2 separate regions of the Mus musculus genome follow, and region 2 is linked to region 1. A link is a contact called in public promoter capture Hi-C data. All regions are on one chromosome and are shown on one strand. Each heading gives the region's core, a stretch centred on a gene start, on an enhancer-like site or on the middle of the called end of the contact. The rest is flanking DNA. Distances are from core to core; before and after follow the strand shown. Region 1 holds the start of Nr5a2 (nuclear receptor subfamily 5, group A, member 2). Region 2 has its middle 50 kb from the start of Nr5a2.

What was found. Promoter capture Hi-C pulls out the DNA fragments that hold promoters and counts their contacts.
Region 2: a contact with region 1 is called in a promoter capture Hi-C map of liver, with 6 times the contacts expected there. The contact joins the enhancer-like site here to the promoter of Nr5a2 in region 1. A contact is called at or near these places in 2 of 39 promoter capture datasets (both in liver), 10 of 484 Hi-C or Micro-C datasets (granulosa cells, liver and nephron progenitors), 5 of 115 datasets of contacts at active chromatin or transcription factors (embryonic stem cells and hepatocytes) and 2 of 9 other capture datasets (adipose tissue and liver).

The regions. Positions count from the first base shown.
Region 1 is chr1:136,957,171-136,964,118 of GRCm38.p6, reverse strand. It overlaps Nr5a2 (nuclear receptor subfamily 5, group A, member 2), which reads left to right and starts at 3,671. Exons shown (of 9, transcript NM_030676.3): 1 at 3,671-3,892. The coding sequence starts at 3,829.
Region 2 is chr1:137,007,379-137,014,326 of GRCm38.p6, reverse strand. No RefSeq gene overlaps it. Among named protein-coding and RNA genes, the nearest start is that of Nr5a2, 50 kb to the right of the region's middle. Within about 2 kb of position 3,921, at least 14 of the 459 cell types and tissues checked have an H3K27ac peak or open chromatin away from gene starts, as enhancers often do. A contact at or near this core is called in hepatocytes and liver, where this site is marked.

The DNA of each region.
Region 1 (6,948 bases), core at 2,422-4,921:
ACAAGGGGACCACTTCTAATTCGTCCCTCCAGAGTTCACAAAGAGCCCAACCCTTCCAAACTTGACAGCCCAACCTGGAAGAAGTGCAGAGGGAAAGGACAGTCCTGTGCCCTCTCTTCCTCCACCGGCTTTCTCCAACATATCGGACGGAGGCTCTGTTCCAGCATCTCAACTGAAACGAAGGAAGAAGGGGGATGAGATGAAAACTCTTCCCCGCGTCAAGCACTACCGACAAAGAGGAAAAGCTATCAGTTCTACAATAATTGCTGTAGCTGTTGGGTGGTGATTTTTAAATTTTTTATTGGATATTTTTCTTTATTTGCATTTCAAATGTTTTCCCCTTTCCAGATCTCTCTTTCAGAAACCCCCTATTCCATTCTCCCTCCCCCTGCTTCTATGAGAGCGCTCCCCACCCACCCACCCTTCCCCTTCTTCCCATTCAATTCACAGGCCATATGAAGCCCAAGAAGGAAGACCAAAGTGTGGATGCCTCAGTGCTTCTTAGAAGGGGAAACAAAATACTCACAGGAGGAAATATGGAGACAAAGTGTGGAGCAGAGACTGAAGGAAAGGTCATCCAGAGACTGCCCCACCTGGGGATCCAACCCATGTACAGTCACCAAACCTGAACGCTATTGTGAATGCCAACAAGTGCTTGCTGACAGGAGCCTGATATGGCTGTCTCCTGAGAGGCACTGTCAGAGCCTGACAAATACAGAGGCGAATGTTCGCAGCCAACCATTGGACTGAGTGTGGGAGTCCCCCACAACAGAAGAGTTGGAGAAAGGACTGAAGGAGATGAGGGAGTTTGCAGCCCCATGGAGGGAGCAACAGTGTCAACCAGTCAGACCCCCCCTCCAGAGTTCCCAGGGACTAGACCACCAACCAAAGAGTATAGTCTCTGGCCACAAATGTGTTAATTTTTGTTTTCTAAATCCTTCTGGTCTCAAACTCGCTCTGTAGTAACAGGTGACAGTGAACTTCTACTTTCACCTCCTGAGTACTGGGAGCCCAGGGGTGTGCCAGCTTCATGCATGCTAGGCAGACACTCTAGCAACTGGTGGGTAAAATCTTGTTAAAAGAAATATTCAGATGTTGAGGCAAAATTCACATGAACACATACACCTATCTACTTAGTTTAAACTCAGCACTGTACGGTACGAATGGCTTAGAGAGATGACGGCTGTGAAGTGTGTATACACGTGTTTTAGTTACCTAGAAATAGATTCTCTCTCAGGCAACTGAGAGAATAAAACAGACTTCAGCATTCAGCACCCAAGCCAGTGGTGGCACACATGCGCTGCATGCCTCCATACCTTAGGTTGCCAGGGCTATATCTCAGGACCGCATCTCAAAATAATTAAACAGAGAAACGCATCCTCCTATCAGTGAGCTTTCTTCATTACACCTGAACAGAACCAGCATCCCACCTCAGACTGAATGCAGACCAGATGAGGGAAACCGGAAACCGGAAACCGGCTGGTCACCATGAAGTCACACAGTAATAAGATTTGAGAAAATCCTACCGATTATTTTATTTATTATTATTTTTAATACTTATTAATTATTCTGGTTTTCTGAAACAGGGTTTCTCTGTGTGGCCCTGACTATCCTGTGTAGACCAGTCTGGCCTTGAGCTTACACCTGCCCTCTGCTTCCCAAATGCTGGGATTCCAGGCCTGTGCCACCACTGCCCAGCCTTTACTTTCTTTTTTTCTTTCTTTTTTTTTTAATTAGGTATTTTCCTCGTTTACATTTTCAATGCTATCCCAAAGGTCCCCCATACCCACCCCCACAGCCTTTACTTTCAATCACTATTTTTTCATTTACAATGAGCTATGTATAACAAATGATACATAATAGGTTTGGTAATATTTTCCATTGAAATGTTTTAAAGTTTCTCTAGGCTAATTTCCTCTTTTTTTTTTTGTGCCATTTGCTTTTTTTTTTTTAAGATGTATTTATTTTTACTTTAGGTGCAGGAATCTTCTCTCTGTGTGGACATCTGCCCACTGTGTGTGCAGCATGAGCAGAGCCACGGAGCAGAGCCACAGAGCCACGGAGCAGAAGCCACAGAGCCACGGAGCAGAAGCCACAGAGCCACGGAGCAGAAGCCACAGAGCCACAGAGCAGAAGCCACAGAGCCACGGAGCAGAAGCCACAGACGGTTCTGAGCTGCCATGCGGGTACTGTGTGAGCTGCCATGACGGTGCTGGGGACCAAACCAGGGCCTCAGCAAGAGCAGCCAGCTCTCAACCACTGTGCCACCTCTCCAGTTCCTCCCTTTGCTTTTGTGGGGGAAATTATTGCTACACAGCCCAGGGTTGCCTTCAGTGCACCATCCTCCTGCCTCAGTCTGTGAGTGTTGAGTTACAAAGTTTGTCACCATACCTAGTTGAGCCTGGGGATTTATGTATGCTAAACTTGTACACTCCATTATTCAACTATACCTGAGTTACTCCATTTTAGCTTCTAGAAGATGTATTATATGAAGAGTGATGCTTCAGAGACCTAAATAATTTTTAAGAAAAAAGCTGTTTTGCAGAGTTCTGTGTCCTTTAGCCTATATATAGGGAGATTTCTGGCATGTCAGACTGTTGTTTGATTGCTCAGAGAAATAACAACAAAGAAATAACTGACAAGAATTGACATCCTATGATCTTTTAAAATCCCTTTAATCTCAGCACTCTGGAGGCAGAGGCAGGGGGATCTTTGAGTTCAAGCCTAGCTCTACAGAGTGAGTTCCAGGATTGCCAGGGCTATATAGAGAAACCCTTGTTTCAAGGAAAACAAACAAACACAAACAAAACCAAAAACAACCAGAAAAAGAAACAACACCCAAGGTTGTATTCTGGACTCCTTATGCATAATCACATAGTGTACAATCTACCCCCCCTACACACAGGTGGGGGCCCCCACAAATACATACACACTTATATATACAGAATCATATATGAAAAATGCATTATACATGTATCATTTTGCTCAAATTTTATCTCAAGGTATTTTACTTTATGGAGGTAAAGAAATGACCGCTTTAGCCCAATGACCAATATACAAGCAAGCTAATGCCTCTTCTAACAAACATACAGGGTTGTTTTTTTTAAGGCAACTGGTCAAATGGTAAGTAAATACCCACGAGCTTGCAAGTGCTCCTGTAGGGTTTCAAAGTGTCAATCATATCTACAGTCATCATTTAAAGAATTAATGTCCGCCAATGTTATCATCTAAAATGTATTTGCAGAGGTCAGAAGAGCAGAGTCTGTCCTTCCCCATGCCAGAAGCAGTGACATCAAAGGGCCATGTCACAAGCTGCAGTTTAGTTAGTGGACTTGAGGTGGTTTGGAGTTTTTATCCACTAAGTATGATCTCCTGACCCCTTGGCTTTACAACTTTCCACACTCTGGGCTGCAGAAGAACCCCTCCTTTTCTGAGTTAATCATTTCTTTGCCATTATCTGCCAAGAGTTCTTATCTCTTTTGCTGTCACTTTATAACAGGGTCCTCTTATCAACCGGCACAGGGTCATGTGACCAGTTGAAGCCTATTGAAAGCTTCCTTTCTTCTGATTAGAAACCATCATGAAACTGGAGACATGGTTTACAGCAGGTCATACATGCTGGAAAAAGTGCAGAGTCCAGGAGAACACGGACTGGAGCCTTTCTGAATTCTGTTTTTTCCCCCTTTTTCTTAACTTTCACTAAGGAAATGAGGGTTACTGTAGTCTGAGGTTTCCTTCCCAAAGTCACAAAATATGACAAGCTGCAATCTTTCTCACATTCAATGATTTCTGCTGTAAGCCAAAGGACTGCCAATAATTTCGCTAAGAATGTCTGCTAGTTTGGATACTGGAGATTTTCAAGAATTTCTTAAGCATGGACTTACAGCTATTGGTAAGTAGGAAGCCACTCTCTTAACATCTGGCTGTTTTGTGCTACTAATGGTGGATTTGTGTTTTAATGTACTACTTTGCCTGCAGTAATTATTAAAAGCATACAATAAGCCCACACATATATCACACATTTATTTTTCTTGAAGTTGAAAGAAGCAAATGAGTAATTCAACACATGAATATCATTTATTGTATCCGGTGTTTGGGGATGCCATTGTATTAGATCCACTTAGCAAAAAGCTTAGGGTTTTGAGACAGGGTTTCTGTGTAGCCCTGGCTGTCCTGGAACTTCACTCTGTAAACCAGGCTAGCCTCAGACTCAGAGATCCACTTGCCCCTGCCCCTGCCCCTGCCCCTGCCCCTGCCCCTGCCCCTGCCCCTGCCCCTGCCCCTGCCCCTGCCCCTGCCCCTGCCTCTGCCTCTGCCTCTGTCTACCATGCTGGGATTAAAGGTGTGTGCTGTTACTGCCCAGCAGAAAGTCCAGTTGTTAATCATCTATTTCAGCCTTAACAATTTTTGATCATTTTGAATCAACCATGCCAAGTAAAGTTTTGAACATTTTGAAACAAGCAAATAAGATTGATCAACCACTGATCAAATAAAACTAACAGGGAACTTACCAGCAATGTGACATCTCAACTGGACCATGAGATGTCTCATTCACCGTGATCCTATAGAGATTTTTGTTTGTTTGCTTGTTTGTTTGTTGGCAAATGAAAGTCATTCAAGAAAAACAAAGTCAGCCTATTATTAAAGGATTCTTGGGGGTGGGGGGACTTACTGTGACTTGCTTTTAAAGACAGAAAGAACCACATACCCTCCCCACAAGTGGAACCTAGAGTTTGGGCACTTTCTAGGCAAGCACTCAATCTCTGGGCTACACACCTGGCCACCGTGTGAAGCATCTTGGGGTTCCTTGTTGTTGTTTGGGGATGAGTGAGGATTGAGTTTGGTTTTGGTTTTCCTGAGAGACAAGGGGTCTCATTATATAACCTAGGCTGGCCAGGAACCTGCTCTGTCGTCTTTCTCCTTGTCTCTCTCCATAATACCAGAACTGTAGGTGTGAGCTACCATTCCTGACTCATTATTTTAAAGGATAAACATCCCCACACATACATTTATACCAATATAGAGCCATAAATGTGGGAGTTTTACCATAAATTTAGTAAATACAGTAACATTCGGTTCATCCTAAAAGTTAAAGACAAAGGGAAGCAATTTCCAGTAGGTTGTGACCCTGCTGGAGAGCGTGTCCCCTTTGCTTCCTCTGGATAGGAGCCAGGGTCGACCCTTCTCCAGGGATGCTTGCGCCATCAGTGATTGCCAGCCCAGTCTCAGTTAAAACGGGATAATCAGGGCCCCCGGCTTTGCCCCTTTCCCTGGGGGCAGCCTGCTGACTCCACCTAAGGCACTGATTGCTTTTTTTATGGTCCAGCTACGCCCTGAAGTATCAATTGAGGAAATGTTCACCAAAAAAAGAAAACGTTCTGTACTTAACTAAAAAGAAAACACGGGGAAGTGAGTGCAGAGAGAGGAGAGAGAGAGAGAGAGAGAGAGAGAGAGAGAGAGAGAGAGAGAGAGAGAGAGAGAGAGAGAGACTCTTCAAAGGGCAGGGAAACCAGGGCTTTGTGAGCTTTGCATCCACTGAACGCTGAGCGCTTCACTTCGTGTGGGAACGTAGCGGGGGGTGGGGGGGGTGGGGGGGGGTGGGGGGGAGATGCGGGCCAGACAGGCGAGTGCACCCGAGAAGCGTGCTCCGGGCTTGCACCAGCACAGGGCTACCAGGAATCTGGGACCACACACGTGGTGCCCTAGCTGGTCCCTAGCCCACCGGGGTGAATTAAAAGATGGCCAGACAGCAAGCTGAGCTGTTTTCACCCACTGTACTGCAGTAGTCTCTCAAAGGCTCTGCTGGAACTGAGGCGGGATGGAGCTAGAACTGACTGGCCTCCAAGGGCTGCTGGGCCCATACTTCCCCAGAACCATACTGAAGGAGCCTCATCTGCCCTGGACCAGCTTACACTCAAACCCAAGGCTTACCTAAGCCCCTCAGATCGCTAGATCTCAAAATGACTGTTCAGTTCTCCCAAAGGGGTAAGAAGAGAGTGGAGAGAAAAAAGGAAGGAAGAGAGGGTGGGAGTGAGGAAGAGATAGGATCGCGGCGGGGGCGGGGGGCGGGGGTGTCTATGTAGTATTTAGGCGTATTTATTTCTCCTGGTTTAATATCCCTCTAGATAATTTGGAGAGTAGTTCCCACATCTCGGTGACTGGAAAGAGGCTACAGGCACCCAGATTCCCATCTGTTTACCTAGGATCACTCCGGAACCTTGGCAGGACTGAGCTGTGTGAAAGCCAGGGCAGGGAGGCAGGCACCTTCAGACTAGGGCTTGAAGAGACTGAGCCCTTTCCTGAAGGAGAGTTGACCTTTTTGTTGTTGTTGTTGTTTGAGACAGGGTTTCTTGACCTTTTAAGGAGTCTTTTTCATTGCACTGGACAGGCCCTCTGAGGTGGCTGGATGCCCTCCCTATCTTTGGGTAGTTTTGAGATGCAAACTGCAGGCCGCCTCAGGCAGCTGAAGGTTCCCAACACCAAGCTCTACTTGGTTGTTTGAAATGTTTGAGACTTGAAACACGAAACCAGAAAGCTAAAAAAGGCTCACTTACATCGCAACAAATCCTGGCTTGGACCTGCTTTAGTCTCTACCTGGCCCATTGGCAGAGATGATCTGAATTCAGTCATGAACATGAGTTGAGCAGGACAAAGCCTCAAGAACTCTAACTCTCCCCCCCCCCCCCCGCCGGTTTTTCAAGACAGGGTTTCTCTGGGTAGCCCTGGCTGTCCTGGAACTCACTCTGTAGACCAGGCTGGCGTCGAACTCAGAAGTCTGCCTGCCTCTGCTTCCCAAGTGCAGGGATTAAAGGTGTGTGCCACCACTGCCAGGCCTAAGAATGGTCTCTTTAAGCATCAGACTGAAATCTTTTGCTCCATGGCTCCAACCTCCACCGCACATGTACAGACTTCTCCGTCTAACCCTCCACTGCTCTTCACCCTATAGGA
Region 2 (6,948 bases), core at 2,672-5,171, 50 kb before region 1:
TTCTAAATGATTGGCTCCTCAGAGAAAACATATCAGTTGAGCAGTTTGTTAAGGGGTGAAGGGAAATAAGCCAGCCTCTGACGCCAGGCACAGCTTCACTCTCAGAAAACATTGGCAGCCTGAAGACATAGATAATCCCCTTATAAATAGTTGTTCTTCTAAATTGCCAGAAAATTGAGAGGATTAAAACACAATAGAGTTATAAAAGTTAGTGCCTCCACAATAAATGTCAGCTAGCTATGGACCTCTCCTGATTAACTTCCTCTCGCTCATGTAAATCCCAAGATATCACCGGATCTAAGCCACAGGTGACATGGCAAGGAGAGAAGAGTCACCACAAAGCAAACACTGCATGAACCCCACTTACAGAAACACAGACGTTTAGGGGGGAATCGTTTGATCATCTCTCTGCCTAGGCAACATCTTAGAAAGCTCTAGATCTCAACTGGAGAGTAGAAGAAGCAATGGGTGCACAGCCTGAAGAATAGAAGAAGACAGACAGGTAAAACAAGGACAACTGGTTGCAGCATGAGTGCAAAGAACAGAAAGAAGCACAGGCACAGGTGGCGACTCAAGGGTAGACACTGGGTGGCACAGGATGCCGCTGGCCAGAATTTATCTTCCAATGGACCTGGAACTCCATCTTCTGTGGGATCACTGACCAAGCCCACCTCTGGAGGCCCCGCCTTACCTGCACTGACCAAGCCCACCTCTGGAGGCCCCGCCTTACCTGCACCTGCAGCGCTTTAGACCTGTGCTGCTCTCTATTGAGGTTGACTGTGACTTGCGTACAACGATAAAATCACCGGGTCCTACATATCTCACGTTGCCACTTTTCCAGGCTGCTTTGTGGATCGGCAGCGTCCCCTGAGGAAACGGCTGTCAGAACAAGTTAACCCTAAAGTGGAACGTGGAGTTTGAGGTGCAATCTTTAACTCACTGGGCTGTAGAGGAAAAGATGCTGCTGAACCTTCATTTCCCTCCCTGTGACGTGTGGGCGCGACAACCCCCTTCCGTGTGCAAGAAGATTAAATGAAATGAGTGCCTTGATGCATCATCCCCCCCCCCAGTCTGAGTTTCACCTGTGTCCAGCAGATTCTTCAATCTGGACAAGATGATTATAAAATAGGTCCTGGGGCTGGAGAGATGGCTCAGAGGTTAAGAGCACTGACTGCTCTTCCAGAGGTCCTGAGTTCAAATCCCAGCAACCACATGGTGGCTCACAACCATCTGTAATGAAATCTGATGCCATCTACTGGAGTGTCTGAAGACAGCTACAGTGTACTTACATATAATAAATAAATAAATAAATAAATAAATAAATAAATAAATAAATAAATATTTTTTTAAAAGAAGAAGCTGAAAAGTAAAGAAATAAAGACAGCTAGATAGGCAATTCTTTTTGTTGGTGGTGGTTTGGTTTGGTTTTTCAAGGCAGGGTTTCTCCGTGTAGCCCTGGCTATCCTAGAACTGGCTCTGTGGACTAGGCTGGTCTCGAACTCAAGAGTGCTCTGATCAAAGGTGTGTGCCACGACCATTTGGTTGGCAATGACCAATGACTTTTAAAATAGAGCTATGAAGAGAGAAACTATCATCTACCACCTACTCATCTACCACCTTTGGGTCGTTTGTTTGATACAGGGTCTCTAAAGCCTGGCTGATCTTAAACATTTGGAAGCACAAGATTGCATCAAACTCTCAACAATCCTCCTGCCTCACCCTCTCAAGTGTTGGAATTTACAAGTGTGAGCCACTACACCTTTTGAGTTTGTTGTGTTTTATTTTTTAAATTTTTTTTAATTTTTTATTAGGTATTTAGCTCATTTACATTTCCAATGCTATACCAAAAGTCCCCCATACCCACCCACCCCCACTCCCCTACCCACCCACTCCCCCTTTTTGGCCCTGGCGTTCCCCTGTACTGGGGCATATAAATTTTGCGTGTCCAATGGGCCTCTCTTTCCAGTGATGGCCGACTAGGCCATCTTTTGATACATATGCAGCTAGAGTCAAGAGCTCCGGGGTACTGGTTAGTTCATAATGTTGTTCCACCTATAGGGTTGCAGATCCCTTTAGCTCCTTGGCTACTTTCTCTAGCTCCTCCATTGGGAGCCCTGTGATCCATCCATTAGGTGACTGTGAGCATCCACTTCTGTGTTTGCTAGGCCCCGGCATAGTCTCACAAGAGACAGCTACATCTGGGTCCTTTCGATAAAATCTTGCTAGTGTATGCAATGGTGTCAGCGTTTGGATGCTGATTATGGGGTGGATCCCTGGATATGGCAGTCTCTACATGGTCCATCCTTTCATCTCAGCTCCAAACTTTGTCTCTGTAACTCCTTCCAAGGGTGTTTTGTTCCCACTTCTAAGGAGGGGTATTTTTTAAATTTTTAAAGAGTATTAGTACATAAGAGTCAATGCTCAAAAGTGTATAGCACATATCTGTAAGCCCAGGGCTTGGAGGGCTGCGGCAGAGCCAGGGTTATGAGTTCAAGATCAACCCAGACAAAATAGAAAGACCCTGTCTCCAAAAGGAGGACAAAGGGAGGAGCTTGTCTTCTGCTTCCATAGAGCCTCTCAGCCTGAAAGGCCGCAGGACCCACTGGGCTTTTGGCATTGTAAACGTGCTTTGTCAGGTGACACACCTTGTGACACTGGCTCGGGCTTCCTACCCATGGAAATCTGTCTAATCTCACCCAAAATATTCTAAATAACAGGCAGATAAAATGGTTTCTCCAATAGCAGTGTGTGGAGGTCACACCTTTAACCCTAGGGCTTGGGAAGTAGAAGCAGGCAGATTTCTGAGTTCCAGACCAGTCAGGTCTATAGAGTTCCAGAACAGCCAGGGCTACACGTTGAAAACTTGTCTTCAAAATACAAACAACAAAAACACCAGATAGCTGCTCCTCACATAAAGTCACTCACAGCTAAAACTGATGTCCTCAGTTCCAAATCCAGAACAATGAACTCCTGCAAGTTGTCCTCTGACATGCTCACGTGCGCATGTATACACACACACACACACACACACCAAGTAAGAATGATTTTTTTTATATAATTCAAATTAGTAGATTTAGCCGGGCGTCGTGGCACATGCCTTTAATCCCAGCACTGGGGAGGCAGAGGCAGGAGGAGTTCTGAGTTCGAGGCCAACCTGGTCTACAAAGTGAGTTCCAGGACAGCCAGGACTATACAGAGAAACCCTGTCTCGGGGGAATAAAAAATTAGTAGATTTAAAGTTGGGGCACATTCATCTTGTAATGGGTATAGAGTATTAGGTCATCTCTCTCAGGACACCAGTAAGTATGGAGCAGAGAGAACTGGTCAGAGTAATGAAGTCTTTGAGGTACAAAGCTTGCCACTATTAAATCTCTTCTGAGAAATGGGGTGAGCCTGCCAAGTTCGTTGCGTGGACAACTGTGAAGTGGGAATACTCGCTGGCCACATGGCTGTTGTGGTTGAGAGAGATAGTGGGTGTTTTATCTAGCCTTCAACTTTACCAGAACCAGAGGATGACATAATGTGGGGCTCCTCCTATCAGGGCTTGTTAGCAAAACTCCCTGACAGAATCACAGTTTCACAACCCCTGCAGCCTGCATGGATCAATACAGAGGAACTCACAGACTCGGCATGTCGTTATCCAATGACTAATCACACTTGTCGGGACCATTTCAGGAGTATCCTGGTCACACTGAAGTCTACTCAAATTGCCTGCCATGTAAGAACTGGAAAAGAAACTGCTCACTGGTTTAGTGCCTGAAGTATCAGAAAGAAGGTGTGTTTATGGACTTGGTCAACGAAGTACAGCAGCCTAGAGATAAAGCATTGTGGAGAAATGCCAGCCAAAGCGAGCTACAGCTTTGGGAAGTCCGGCCAATCAGCCTGAGGCCACCCTGCATGGAGATAAGGCCTCTCTTCCCAGCACTCTCCAGCAGGTGCCACCCACTGACCAAACCCAACCAAGAACCAGGTGGGGGCTGGAGCAGTATCCTGGGCCCTGGAGCAGGGTAGAGGAGTAGCAGGGCAAATGGAAAGTATGCAACACCAGTGGAAGTCAGAACTGTTTCACCTGTCCACCCATCACTGAGGAGTGCCAAGATAAAGCTATTTGCTTCAACTCCCCTCCCCAGCAGTTCTAATGTAAAAATGGGGGAACACATTAATGCCAATAGTGATTTTCATATGCTTAAACATGATCTCTTAGTTCACCCCTCCAAATGTATTTGTGCTTAAATCCCCAAGAGGTATTTATTTATTTTCATCCTACAAAGAATGCCTGCTGTTGAGTGGCAACATTTTTTTTTCTGCTCCGTTTTTGCTCTTTACAAACCAGGTGAGCAATGCACTTACTTTGAGAGATGCTCGGGGGTTTGGGCTGCTTGTGAGCCCTGGAAATATTGATCAGTTTAAAATATTTGGACACTTGCATCTCCTGAATGTGCTTACTGCGGCCCTTCTCCTGGGCAGGCCTGGAGAGCGCCCGGCATTTTTGTTATCATGATGAATTACCCTCCCTGGTAGGTCACTCTTTTTTACCTGAAGTCACAATTTGCTCCTTCTTTAGGTCACAACCTGATTTTTTCAGGGTGACAGATTTATTGCTTGCTTTGTACTCCCAAAAAACAAATCGCCAACACTGCTCAAAATCCAATCCTGCCTCAGGATAGCCCCAGATTATCCCAGTGAGGAAGAAAACCCTGGCTTCTGAGGCTCTTTCCATACTGCACTGAATCCAAGAAGGAAGGAGGATGCTGGGGTGAATCACATTGCCAGAACAGCAATTGCTTGTTAGTAGAGTCTGGGGGAACCATCTTTGCAGGATGCTCCAAAGAGCAGAGCAAAGAACTTCTCTGACTTCAACACACTTTCCTGGGCCATTAAATAAGTGGGAGTGCCCTGTAAAATGTACCTAAATCCCAAGACTGGAGCTGGGACATTTCTGGGTTAGGAAAAGTGATGTCGTAGAAGTGTCACAAAATCGACTAGAATTGGCCGGGCAGTGGTGGCACAAGCCTTTAATCCCAGCACTTGGGAGGCAGAGGCAGGGGGATTTCTGAGTTTGAGGCCAGCATGGTCTACAGAGTGAGTTCTGGGGTAGGGGCATGGGGGGATGGGGGGGGGTGAGGAGCAGACTAGGATTGAAGTGGTGAGCATTCTGCTTCAGGTAATAAGAAGTGTGTTTAAAAATTCAACACACAAGGGCACACTTCCTCCAACAACGGGCCACGCTCTCCATCTCCAGCCCTGCCCCTAGGCTAACCAGCATTGTCCCCTTCAGAAAGGAGTTCCTCCCTAGACAGGGTCCTCAAACCGCAAATGCTAACGGGGAAGTTGAAATAGCACTGTTGTTCCTGGCATTCTACAGCAGAGATCCTGTTAGACAGGCCAGAAGTGAGGGGCTCGCTCACACACCAGAACCAGCCCGCCTTCAAATTCCTGCCTCTGCCTTGCCTTCTGATCTGTGACCTTGTGAAAGTCATTAAATCACTCCACTCTGCCAGGTAGCAGTCAGAGGCAGAGGAACAGCTGTAAGTTCAAAGTAAGCTTTATCCATCTTGCAAGTTTCACACCTACAAACCCAGCAAGGCTATGAAATGAGAGCATGTCTCAAAATGAATAAATAAATAAAAATAAAAACAAGCAGTGGTGAACTCTAATTCCAGCACTCAGAAGGCAGAGGCAGGCAGATCTTTCTTTGAGTTTGATGCCAGCCTGGTCTATAGAGTGAGTTTCAGAACTTCCAGGGCTACACAGAGAAACCCTGTCTCAAACAAATAAACAAACAAAGACAAAAAAGGCCACAAGATGTCTCAAAGGTTGTTGGCATCAAGGAGAAAAGGGAGAGAAATGACCCCATAGTGAATTTTCCTCTGACCTCCACACATGTGCCATGTGCACAATAAATAAACAAATGAAAAAAATGTTTAAATGAATATAAAATAAAATAAGGTAAATATAAATAATTATGGACTAAGCCTCTTGAGGTTTGAGGCTGTGTACTGGGTTTTAAATTTTTAATCTGGTGGTGGTAAGGTGCTATCTCTTATCATTTTTAATTTACATTTTGTAAAATTATGATTTTTTTATCTCTTAATATTTCCCACTCAATTGTTGTTAGTCCCCCCTCCTACACCTACTCCCTCCCCCATCCTACTTCTCCCCCACCCTGCCCCTCCCCTTCCCGTCCTAGTCCTCCCCTTCCCCCCTCCTATCTCTCTCTCCAACCCTATTTTCATTGTGTTCCATTGTTGCTTTGTAAGTAGACTCTCACCAGCTAGCTAAGGCTAGCCTCAAACTCTTCACCAGCTAGCTCAGGTTAGCCTCAAACTCAGAATCCTCCAGTCTCAGGAGTATGCCAACACTATTAGTGGTTTTGTTATTGATTTGTTGATATTATCTATATGCATGAACTAATCATGGATCATTTACATGTTACTAGTGTATTTTCCCAGTTCACTCCATCATTATGTTCACTCATATAATGATATAAACCTATATCATTATAAAGTAAATCCATGGGGCTGGAGACGGCGCAGGGTTAAGAGCCCCTTGCTGTTCTTCCAGAGGGCCCACGTTTGGTTCCCAGCAACCCTGTTGAACAGCTCACAACTCCCTCTAACTCCAAAAGATCTGGTACCCGCTTCCAGCTGCTGCAGGTGCACGTGCACATCCCCACAGATGAACACACATACACATAATTAAGAATAAAACCAAAATATTTTAAGAATAAATCCCTGCCTGGCAATAGTGACACATGCCTTTAATCCCAGAATTTGGGAGAAGAGAGAGGTGGATTTCTGAGTTTGAGGCCAGCCTGGTCTACAGAATGAGTTTCAGGACAGCTGGGACTACACAGAGAAACCCTGTCTCCAAAATTCAATAAATAAATCCCTATATATTTGAAAACTGACAAAAATAACTGAAATAATTTCTCTTTCTCATACACAC